2 separate regions of the Mus musculus genome follow, and region 1 is linked to region 2. A link is a contact called in public HiCAR-type data. All regions are on one chromosome and are shown on one strand. Each heading gives the region's core, a stretch centred on a gene start, on an enhancer-like site or on the middle of the called end of the contact. The rest is flanking DNA. Distances are from core to core; before and after follow the strand shown.

Evidence for each region. HiCAR-type assays count read pairs that join an accessible place to other places.
Region 1: a contact with region 2 is called in a HiCAR-type map of astrocytes, with 4 times the contacts expected there. The contact joins the promoter of Ccdc148 here to the promoter of Nr4a2 in region 2. A contact is called at or near these places in 1 of 39 promoter capture datasets (embryonic stem cells) and 1 of 115 datasets of contacts at active chromatin or transcription factors (astrocytes).

Annotation. Positions count from the first base shown.
Region 1 is chr2:59,159,135-59,163,881 of GRCm38.p6, reverse strand. It overlaps Ccdc148 (coiled-coil domain containing 148), which reads left to right and starts at 3,199. Exons shown (of 15, transcript NM_001372501.1): 1 at 3,199-3,535. It overlaps Pkp4 (plakophilin 4), which reads right to left and starts at 3,032. Exons shown (of 22, transcript NM_026361.2): 1 at 2,754-3,032.
Region 2 is chr2:57,112,607-57,117,439 of GRCm38.p6, reverse strand. Nr4a2 (nuclear receptor subfamily 4, group A, member 2) reads left to right here and starts at 2,402. Exons shown (of 8, transcript NM_013613.2): 1 at 2,402-2,722; 2 at 4,368-4,489.

The sequences.
Region 1 (4,747 bases), core at 1,950-4,449, 2.0 Mb before region 2:
TCTGCTTCCTTCTTTCAGGCTTGCCATCATTTTCTTGCTACCTTATCTCCACCCAAAACCAGAGGTAAGAACCAGCAGAATGCTCAATCCCTCCCAACTCAGGAGCTTCCATATGGCATACAGCTGCCAACCGCAGCACCTCTCCTTACATAATAAAAGACGGTAAGGAGGACCTTTCCTTTGGTCAGGATAGTTTTATATTCACAATGGTTCTAGATTATGAGCCTTCTCTCTAAGTCTTACTAACAAACACGATGTATTTCTAATTGAATGTCTGCTCTTACCTGAAGCAGGCGAGACTTATCTGCTCAGTCAATCATGCTCACGTGCACTCTGTATATCTGAACAAAATCTTTCCTTTCTGGTGAATCAGAGAAAATAAATTCCCGTTTACATTTTGGGGAGCAAGAACAGGGAATGCTTGGGACCTCAGGCACGCTAGGTAAGTAAGCCTCAAGCCTGTGCTGCAGAACGGACCTCCCCTTTCTAGTTAACTTTCTAATTTTCATGTCAAATTAAACAACCAAGAGTTAAACTGTTATAATGTATCGTTACATAATAAAAGTTTCCTGTAGCCATTTACAAACTCCCCAAATCCTCTGCATTGTTACTGTAGGGGAATTAAACCTCTAAATTAGAAGGTTCACTGACTACAGGCATACCTGAAAAACAATGTAGCAAGCCAGAAGACACAACCTATCATTTCTTCTCCCTTGGGTCTTAACTAAAATGCCTGCAGACTTTTCAATGCCCTTGATGCATGCAAAGTAGGGGTCAGAAGACAGGTGACTGGTTGAACTACTGGCTTATTTTCCTGAATCTGAGGGAAAATAACCAAATGCAGAAGGTTGTCTAGTGCCAGCAACCTTCAAAGCAGACTGTGGAATGGAAGCACACACCGTATGCCTTCAGCCAGAAACACTTCCTCCAGACATTGTTCTTGCTTTCACCATACCATTTCCCACAACTGTTTCTTAGGTATCAGAAATGCTCCATGGGATATACTCCATTTAAAAAGAGACAATTTCTTCTACTTTCTCAAAAGCAAAAACCTAACCCTGGTTCTGGGAGAGCATCTGTCAAAATTTTGCTTTTCTGTATTAATTTAGGAAAGAAAGAAAGAAAGAAAGAAAGAAAGAAAGAAAGGAAGGAAGGAAGAAAGGAAGGAAATGTATACTAGTCGTTACCAATTTTATACATATTTACCAATCTTTATAAGTTGTAGGACTGTGCTTTTTATTCAGTTAAACTGAGTGACAAAGAAAGAAATGGCGCTTTCCACTAATAAATTACATATTGAAATATACATGACTGTGATGTCCCCGGGTTACTTGCAGTGGTAACTTACACGCCCCGAATTTAACTGTACCAGACAGTTCTATCTGTCCCATCGCTGGCCAAACACTGCTGCTCTGTTACTATTCATTATGTATTATACGAGGCCTAAACACAGCCCAGTATGACGATGGAAAATATTCCGATCCTCATGACAGCAGTGATGCATTCAAGATCTCTTGCAATACACCCCGGACCTGGAGCACTAAAAGACATTTTCTGATACAGCTAAAAGATGTTGGCTGCAAGCTTACTCAAGAACATTCGGCCCTGTCTCTGCTGGTATTCAGAAAACCCTGGTTAAAAAAAAAAAAAAAAAAAAAAACCACGCACTATCCAAATCTTGCAAAAGCAAACTTGCCAAGAGCCTTCTGCAACGATCAATAATAACCTTGGGTACACTGACACCTAAATTCACGGTCCTGGAGACCAATGCAGCAAAAAATCCAGAACCATAGGCTGGAGCCCCAAGAAAACTACCGCGCTTCCCTCTCCACCGCCCTCTGCCGCAGGGAGAGAAGCGGAGGCAGGAGAGTGAACGAGGCTTACCAGCTCTGAAGATGCGCCGTGACCTCTGGCTACGCGGCGAGATCAGGGCCGGGAAGGCGCTAGTGCGGCCGCGGCCCGTGCGGACTCTGTCCCTGGTGCATTCCTTGCATTCCAGCACAATCTGTCGCCAGCCTACAAGCTGGCAGCGCGCGTCGCCCGTTGGACGCACACACCTGCCTATCGCGGCGCCCGGAGCAACCGCGGCGCCTCCGCTGCCCGCGCTCGCCGGGTGTCGCACTCAGTCACTATGCCGCCAAAACCCGGTCCCGCCGCTCGCCCTCTCGTTTCCCAAGGAGTAAGAGGGGACAGGGACCCACGACCCTCCGTTGGGTGCAGCTGCTCGCTCTAACTCCTGGCAGCGCGAGGAGGCAGTGCGGCGCGGGAGGGCAGCCTGGAGCCTTAAGGCTGGGGCGCCCGCTAGGGAGGAGCGTGCGGTTTGCAGCTGCAAGCTGGGAGCCCTGGACCCTCCGGGCGGTCGTCACGGGCACCAGCGCTGCTCTGGGGGCCCGGGCGACACGCCGGGCGAGCGTGGGAGGCACGGCTGGCGGTTGCTTCGGTGGAGCGAGGGACGGACACACAGACGGCCGGTCCCGGGCACGACGGCGCGCGGGAGCCTCGGGGCTCAAGTTCGAGAAGCGGTGGCGCGGTGCGGGAGGAAAAGCGGCCGCGCCGAGCTGTGCGGGGCAAAGTTGTGCGCCGCCGGGGGGAGGGGAGAGGCGGGCGGGATGGCGGAGCACGCGGCGGGGACCGAGAGATCCGAGCCAGGGAGCCGCGGGGGGCGCCTGGCCGCCGCCAGGTCCCGGCTCGACGCGCTCTGGGCAGCTAGCACCCCAGAGCCCCGAGCCCTCCCGCCAGCCCCGCGCACTTACTTTCCAGCTCAGGCGGAGGCCGTCGTCGCTCCAGGGACCAGGGACATCCACGCCGAAGGGTCGCCGCTGCGGCACCGGAGCAAACTGGCCGAAGTGCGGCAGCCTCGCCGCTGCCCTCCCCTCCCTCCCCTCCCGCCCCCTCCCCCGAAGAGGCTCTCCCACCACCCCGGTGGCGGCGGCAGCTCGCCTCTACCCCGTGCCCATAGTGCCGCCGCCGCGGCCGGCGTCCACGCGCACTCAGCCCCGGAGCCCTCTAGACTGCTCAGAGGCCGCCGCCCCGCCGCCAGCCCGCCCGCCCGCCCGGCCAGTCCCGGCACCCGGGAACGTCAGCACGCTGCCGTCCCCAGACAGGCTCCGCGCCCGCCCCATTGGGCGGAAGGAGAGGGCCGGCCCTCCCCATTGGCCCGGCCCTCATATTGAACGAGCCAATGGGAGCTGCGGTTTCAGGTCGCCATGGAGACCGATGCTGTTAAGAGCTAGAGGGCCAGGAGAAGGTGGGGAGTGAAGATGAAGGTGTCTGTAGCCTCCGGCGCGGGAGGGGGTGGGGGGAAGGAGTATTAGGGGATTCCCGGGAGAGGGCTCTGAAATCGGGCGGGTCTTGCTTTTGAGTATTGCCAAGACTCTGCATGGTAGGGCTTGTCCCCAGCGTCAAAGGCAGAAACAACTGAGCCCCCGGACTTCTACTTTACATTGAAAGCTCAGGAGTGGGCGTTTCATTTTTCCTGCATCTGGGGAGCATGCGAGGCTATATGCATTTTGACCTTTGAGATCTGTGCAGCCCGGTGAGTTTCCACTCCATTCCTTAAATCTCTGCTTCTTCCTGACGTCACAGGGTCACTTGAATTCTTTCTCCAACCACTCCCCCTTCCCTGAGTCTACATTTCCTCTGATTTTTGGTTCTTCCAGCCTATAACCCCTCCCAACGAAAACAGGATTTCTTGCACGTGGTATTTTGGTAAGGAAACTGAGTGGGGTTGTACTAAAGGACCAGCCCGCAACAGAATGAGTTCTCTGCTTCCCAAAACAGCAAGTCTGATCTCTCCTCCGCCCCTCCCTCTTGGACTATGTGCTTTCTGTGCTGAGCTTGGCAGGTGCATGCTCTTCCCAGTTTGTCTGAGGCTGGAGAAGTGCCAGAATTCATCCCAATGATTTCTCAAAAAGAAAAAAATAGATTACAAATGATGGATTTTTGCTTTCTGGCAGTTTTCCAGATTAATACTAAAATCGGTAAGGAAATGATGAATTGGGACAGGGGAGCATTCGCACCCAAATCTTGACCTTTAATAATGAGTGCTCTACTTTCATTTTAAATCATTTTGTGCTAGTTTGCTCGTGCTAATTATTTTTGATGAGTGATGTTCATAATTAGATGGTAGCTATTAATCTGGAACTTTTACACATGATATTGCTTCATAACATATTTTAAAAATAGTACCACTCTAGCATATAGCCACCGATGTATTCATGTTTCTTCTTTTGGTGGCTTTGTTATTTTCATAATATCCTCTTTAGTAAAAAGAAAAAAATATTATACTATCTCCCTTCACAATAAGGGATATTAATTTTCCTTGTTATATTTTGTGGGGAAAGCTGATAGGAATTTTACATTACAAATATTTTGTTGTGAGAAGCAGATTATTGTGTATGCAAGCTCTATATATCTAATTTACATTCTGAATTTTAATTGGGTGGCATGTTTTGGCTTTTATGCTATAAAATATAGCCTAAGAAATGTTAATATGGCAACTTGCTTGGAAAATGAATCTCCTTGGTACTTATTGTAAACTTGATTTTAATTGACAGTTCCGTGCAGGATTGGACTGTAGAACAAAATGCATGAGCATGTGGATGTACCACTTAAATATTTTAGAAGCAAACATTAAGGTTGGAGGAAAAGATATCTCATGGCTTGTCATTAGGAAAATTGCCTGCTTTTGAGTTTTTCTTGTGTTTGTTGTTGTTTTCTTGCTATTGTGTGTTTGTTCATCGAATGG
Region 2 (4,833 bases), core at 1,153-3,652:
TCTCATTTACATATTATAATTACCCTATTCTCACTTACTATTGTAGTAAACTGCTAAGACCTCTGCCTTTTGATCTTGGGTATAACAAGCCTTGAGCAAAGGCTTTTCTTATCAGGAAACCAAGCACTGGAGGTTGCTAAAGAAAAACCCTCGTTACTGTGCTTGCTCCTTGGTGTTCAGTATAAGAACTCCAGGCCCTCTTTCCTCACTCTAGGAGAGCATTTTTAAAATGTCCCCAGACTCAACTCAACCTAAACTGAATGTGTTTTTAATGACTCGGGGAGAGAAGCTTGCAGAGGGCAACATATCTACTTAGCCGCTTTTGTGTAGGGAGGTCTGTGGCTACGACCTTAAACTCCTGATACCCGCTCTCCTGGAACTGTATTAAAAAATAATAACTTCCACCCCAGTGTCGCTAAGCTTGGGTTTCCGACTGTCTGAAGATAGCTGCCGGGAACCTGGCCCACCGCGAGGATCAAGGAAAGCTCCTGGTGACCGCACCCTGCTCCCTCACGGAAGGGGAAGGGAACCCGGGAGGGCGCCTGTGAGCTGGAGTTGCTTCTATTTTGGGCCCAGCCTGGCCGGTGCGTCAATGCCTGCGCCCCTGCGTCACCGCCACCCCCACCCCTTCCTTCTCCATTGCTCTCCAAACTCTCACTTTTTCCCTTTCGTTCGCGTGGAATCGCTCCTGCCCACGGGGCGCTGACGCTGCCGAGCTCACACTAATAAGTTGTTCTTCACCCTGCCCCCCTCTTGCACCCCCACTTCCTGGATTTTTTTTTTTTTTTTTTTCCTCGCGCCCATTAGGGCACCGCTGAGCCGTAGCGGCAGCAGCTGGAGAGGCAGCCGCAACATCTGGGGGAAACTTAAGGTGGTCACGTAGGTTTCCCGGAGGCCGATGCACAGTGGAGCCCGCGGCTTGTCTGGGCAGCCGCAGGGCACCCGATGGCAACGCCTCTGCAGCCACAGGCTCGCTCAGCTTGGAGCTGGCAAAGGCGGAGGTGCAGGCTAGGAATGAGCAACCCCACAACCCCGAGAGTTCCGCGGTGTTCTCCCGGGGTGTTAGGATCACCGAGAGGGGGCCGAGGTGTATATTGCACACACACACACACACACACACACACACACACGCACGCGCACACACACACACACACACACACACACACACACACACACACACACACACCGCTCGCCCGGGTAGCTTGGGAGCGAGCCAACGCTCGGGAGAAGGGGAGGAGGAGCGCTGTCCTGGGAGAAGAAGGGGACCCTACAAAGTCGCTCTCCCTTGGCCTCAGTCCCTTCCTGGTCTTGAGAGAAACCCGAAGAGGCCTGTCTGGCCAGCTTCACGGGGGTACTGGGAGTAGGGTTAGCCCTCTGGAGGATCTGCGATTCCTTTGCTAGAAAGATCCACGCGCTTGGGAGGAGGGGGAGCGGATTGTCTTGCAGAGCGGAGCTGGAGGCGATTGAGAGGAACGCGGGGGTAGGGCACGCTCCCACAGTTCACCCGGACCCTGGGCTGGGGCAATGGGCACATACTCTCCGTTTTGGGCGAGACCCACCCCGCCTCGAGCTCCACTCCCCTTGCTGCTTCTCCCTCCATGCTTTCTTCTTGGTTGCAGGCACGACAGCCCCTGCGTTTCAGAAACCTGTGAAAGGGACTGAAGGGCTTGGTGGGCACAGCGAAATGTCAACTCTGTCAAGAGTTGACCGAGGGGCTTGGGGGCGATGGTTCAGATCACCTCTGGGCTGGAGGCGCACCTGTTGCCGGATCCTTTAATGTATTGTCTGCGAGAGAAAGCTGGCAACAGTTCACTCCTACTTGTGGGGTCCTCTAAGACTTGGCTCACTGTCTACCCTCCTTCCTCCCACATTGCTTTAGATAGTACGTCTTTTTAGTTTCTGTAAAGAAGGGGAAAGGGCCTGACCTCTCATCCTTCGAAGCGGGAGGAAGAGTGGGTTTTTAAAAAGGGAGAAGGGGGATGCACGGACTAGGGGAATCCCATCTAACGCCCAAGTCTTTGGAGAGTTACGAGCCACGGGACAACTGTCTCCACTTCTGCTAAAGGGTGTGAGGAGGGTATGTTGGGGAGCTGCAAGGCACACCTCTGCCCTCTCGGCCCAGGTGCTAGCTACCTGGCCCACGCGAGTGTTCTTTTCCGTTCAAGCTTTTGTTGCACCCTCCCCACGTGTGAGGACGCAAGGTCTGGGGCGGGGGAGGGGCAGGTGGAGCGTAGCATCACCACGGACTTCACGGACCTGGGTTGCAGAAGTCACACTTCTTTCGGAAAAAAAAAAAATCCACCCAAGTGGGCTACCAAGGTGAACCGTTCCCACCTTAAAATCAGCCCCAGTCGTGACGTCAGGTCGGAAATATACCAAAGCGAGCGCGGGCCAGGAGTCCGGGGAGCGCGGCGGCTCGGCGATTGGACCGCGGGCCGCTGACGCGGGCTGACGCGCGCAGACTTTAGGTGCATGTTGGCAGCAGCAGCTCGAGCCACATAAACAAAGGCACATTGGCGGCCAGGGCCAGTCCGCCCCGCGGCTCCGCACAGCTCCGCGTCCCTCTCTCCGGCCCCGCTGGCTGCCTCCCTCTCCTGCGGCCGGGCTGGCTGCGTGTGGCTCTCCGCGCCCCGCTTCCGCAGCGCTCCCGCGGACCCGGGCTCCTCTGCTCCCGGAGGGAACTGCACTTCGGCGGAGTTGAATGAATGAAGAGAGCGGACAAGTGAGTAGCTGCGGCGGGGCCGCCCGCGGTCACGCGTCCTCCCGGTCTCCGCGTACCAGGGAACGGGTTCTCTGCAAGTGGTCGCCCGAGCCGCGGAGCGCGAAGGGGCTGGGGAAGGGGGATGGCGAGTGGGCGCGCGCAGCTCCGCCGAGCCTCTGCTGGAACTCCGGTGCTAGCGTAAAGGGGGGGGAGTTGGCTGCCGGCAGAGGTTTCCAGGCTTCTCATTGGTGGATGTGGCAAGGGGACTCCCACAGTTTTAGGAGAAGCGGACTTGCCGGTGGAGATGTGCGCAAAGTTTGCTCTTGGTGTGAAATTGATTGTGGCTTGAGGAGGCTCCATCTCGCGAACATGTGGGAAACAGTCCGGGAGAGAAAGTTTACGTGTTGCTTGGGAACAGTGTCGCTCGGCTCGCCCGCTGGTGGAGGTTTCCCGGATATCGTCGAGTAAGGGTAGTGTCGGTAGAGGGTCCTGTAGCGAAGTTGCCTGAAATGACTGGTTTTGATATATGTTGTCCTTGGATAGTGTGTCAGTGTGTGCGTGAGGTAAAGAATACGGTTATGAAACTGTGACATAGCCACGGGTTAATATCCAGAACAGACATATTTTCAAGGGCGGCGGCGGATGGGGGTGGGGAGATAAAGCAAAAGTCCTCTGGTTTGTCTTGTTAACCTTCTCCGCTCCTTGAAGCAAAGCAAGATTGTGGAAGAAGTGGGGGGGGGGGCGGAGAGGGGAGGGAGCAAAGGAGAGGGTGTTCAGGTTTCTTTACTTTATCAACAAGATCGTCTATGCTCTAGAATGCCTTGCAAGTGGGAACATCTGAAAAAAAAAATAGCTAGGACACAAGAATGCCTTGTCCCAGCAAGTAGGCAGCCTGTGGAAAGCATTGTGGAGAAGGTGTCCAGTTTGCTGTGCTGAGAAGTGCTTCTAACTTTGGTGCCAATATCATATGCGTAATATTTCTTTCCCTCTGCAGTTGACCCAAGATACTCCTGGTAAAGTAGAGATCTCTCTCATCACCTCTGGGCCATTAAAGATGTTGAAAATCCAGTTCTCTGGAGGAACACCAATTCGCTTGTCCCTTAAGATCCTGTGTTGAACCAAAAGCAATTACTAAAGCTACACACTTGCTCCCACATTGGCTGTTTGGTTGTCCAGGCCTTGCTAACGTTTCCTAAGGGTTGGATCTGTATTTTTTTTTTCACGGTTTACTCTCGAGTTCTTTTAACTTTCTTTCTCCTTCTAAGAGAAAAGTCCACTGGACTCTAAGAGAGATATTAAGAGGAAGCTTTGATGCTGTGTTTTTCCTTTACCCAGACTTCTTAGGTTTGACATAAAGTAGAATGACAAAGGCCCTTCCATCTACAGCAAAGGGGCCAATTCATTATATTGATCAGTATCTGGTAGACTCATGGGATAATTTCCCCACAGGATGCTTTCTCTGCAGGGATTTACACTGGGAGATGAGCGGCATTATCTGCTGTTTAGCCACCTTGTCTCTGCACATTTCATTTTAAGATGCTGTTGGGTAAAGTCTTCACACTCATTTCCAAGGAAGCACTTGAAGGGCCTGCTGAGTGAGTCTGCATCTGCCCAGCCCAAGTCTCGGTGGGAAGACATCCTGAAACTTCCTGTGTCTGTATTTCAGGGAGATCTGACGGGCTGGATTCCCAATAGCTCTTTTTTAAAATCTTGGAAACTTTGTCCTTCGCTGAATTACGACACTGTCCACCTTTAATTTCCTCGAAAACTCCAATAACTCTGCTGAAGGTCAGTGAGCTTTATCTTTCATTACCTTTCCTGAGTTCCCCCATACCCTCAGAAAAACAAAACAAAACAGGGCAACAGGATCTTTCCAGGCCAACCCTGTGCCTTATAGTCACAGAGGACAACTTTCTTATTGTGCAATTCAACTTCATTTCTAGAGCATGGCTTCTAGAAATCCTGTCGACCCTGAGCTTCAAAGAAGAAGCTCATCAGAGTGGGACTGTCTGCGGGAAGGGGGTGGAGCGCGGGGGGGGGGCGTTTGGAAATGAGTGTAGACCCTCAACAGCTTTCCAGCTCTGGGTCGTCCCGGGATCAGCCCTTTCCTTTCTTCATCGCTGTTCCACCTC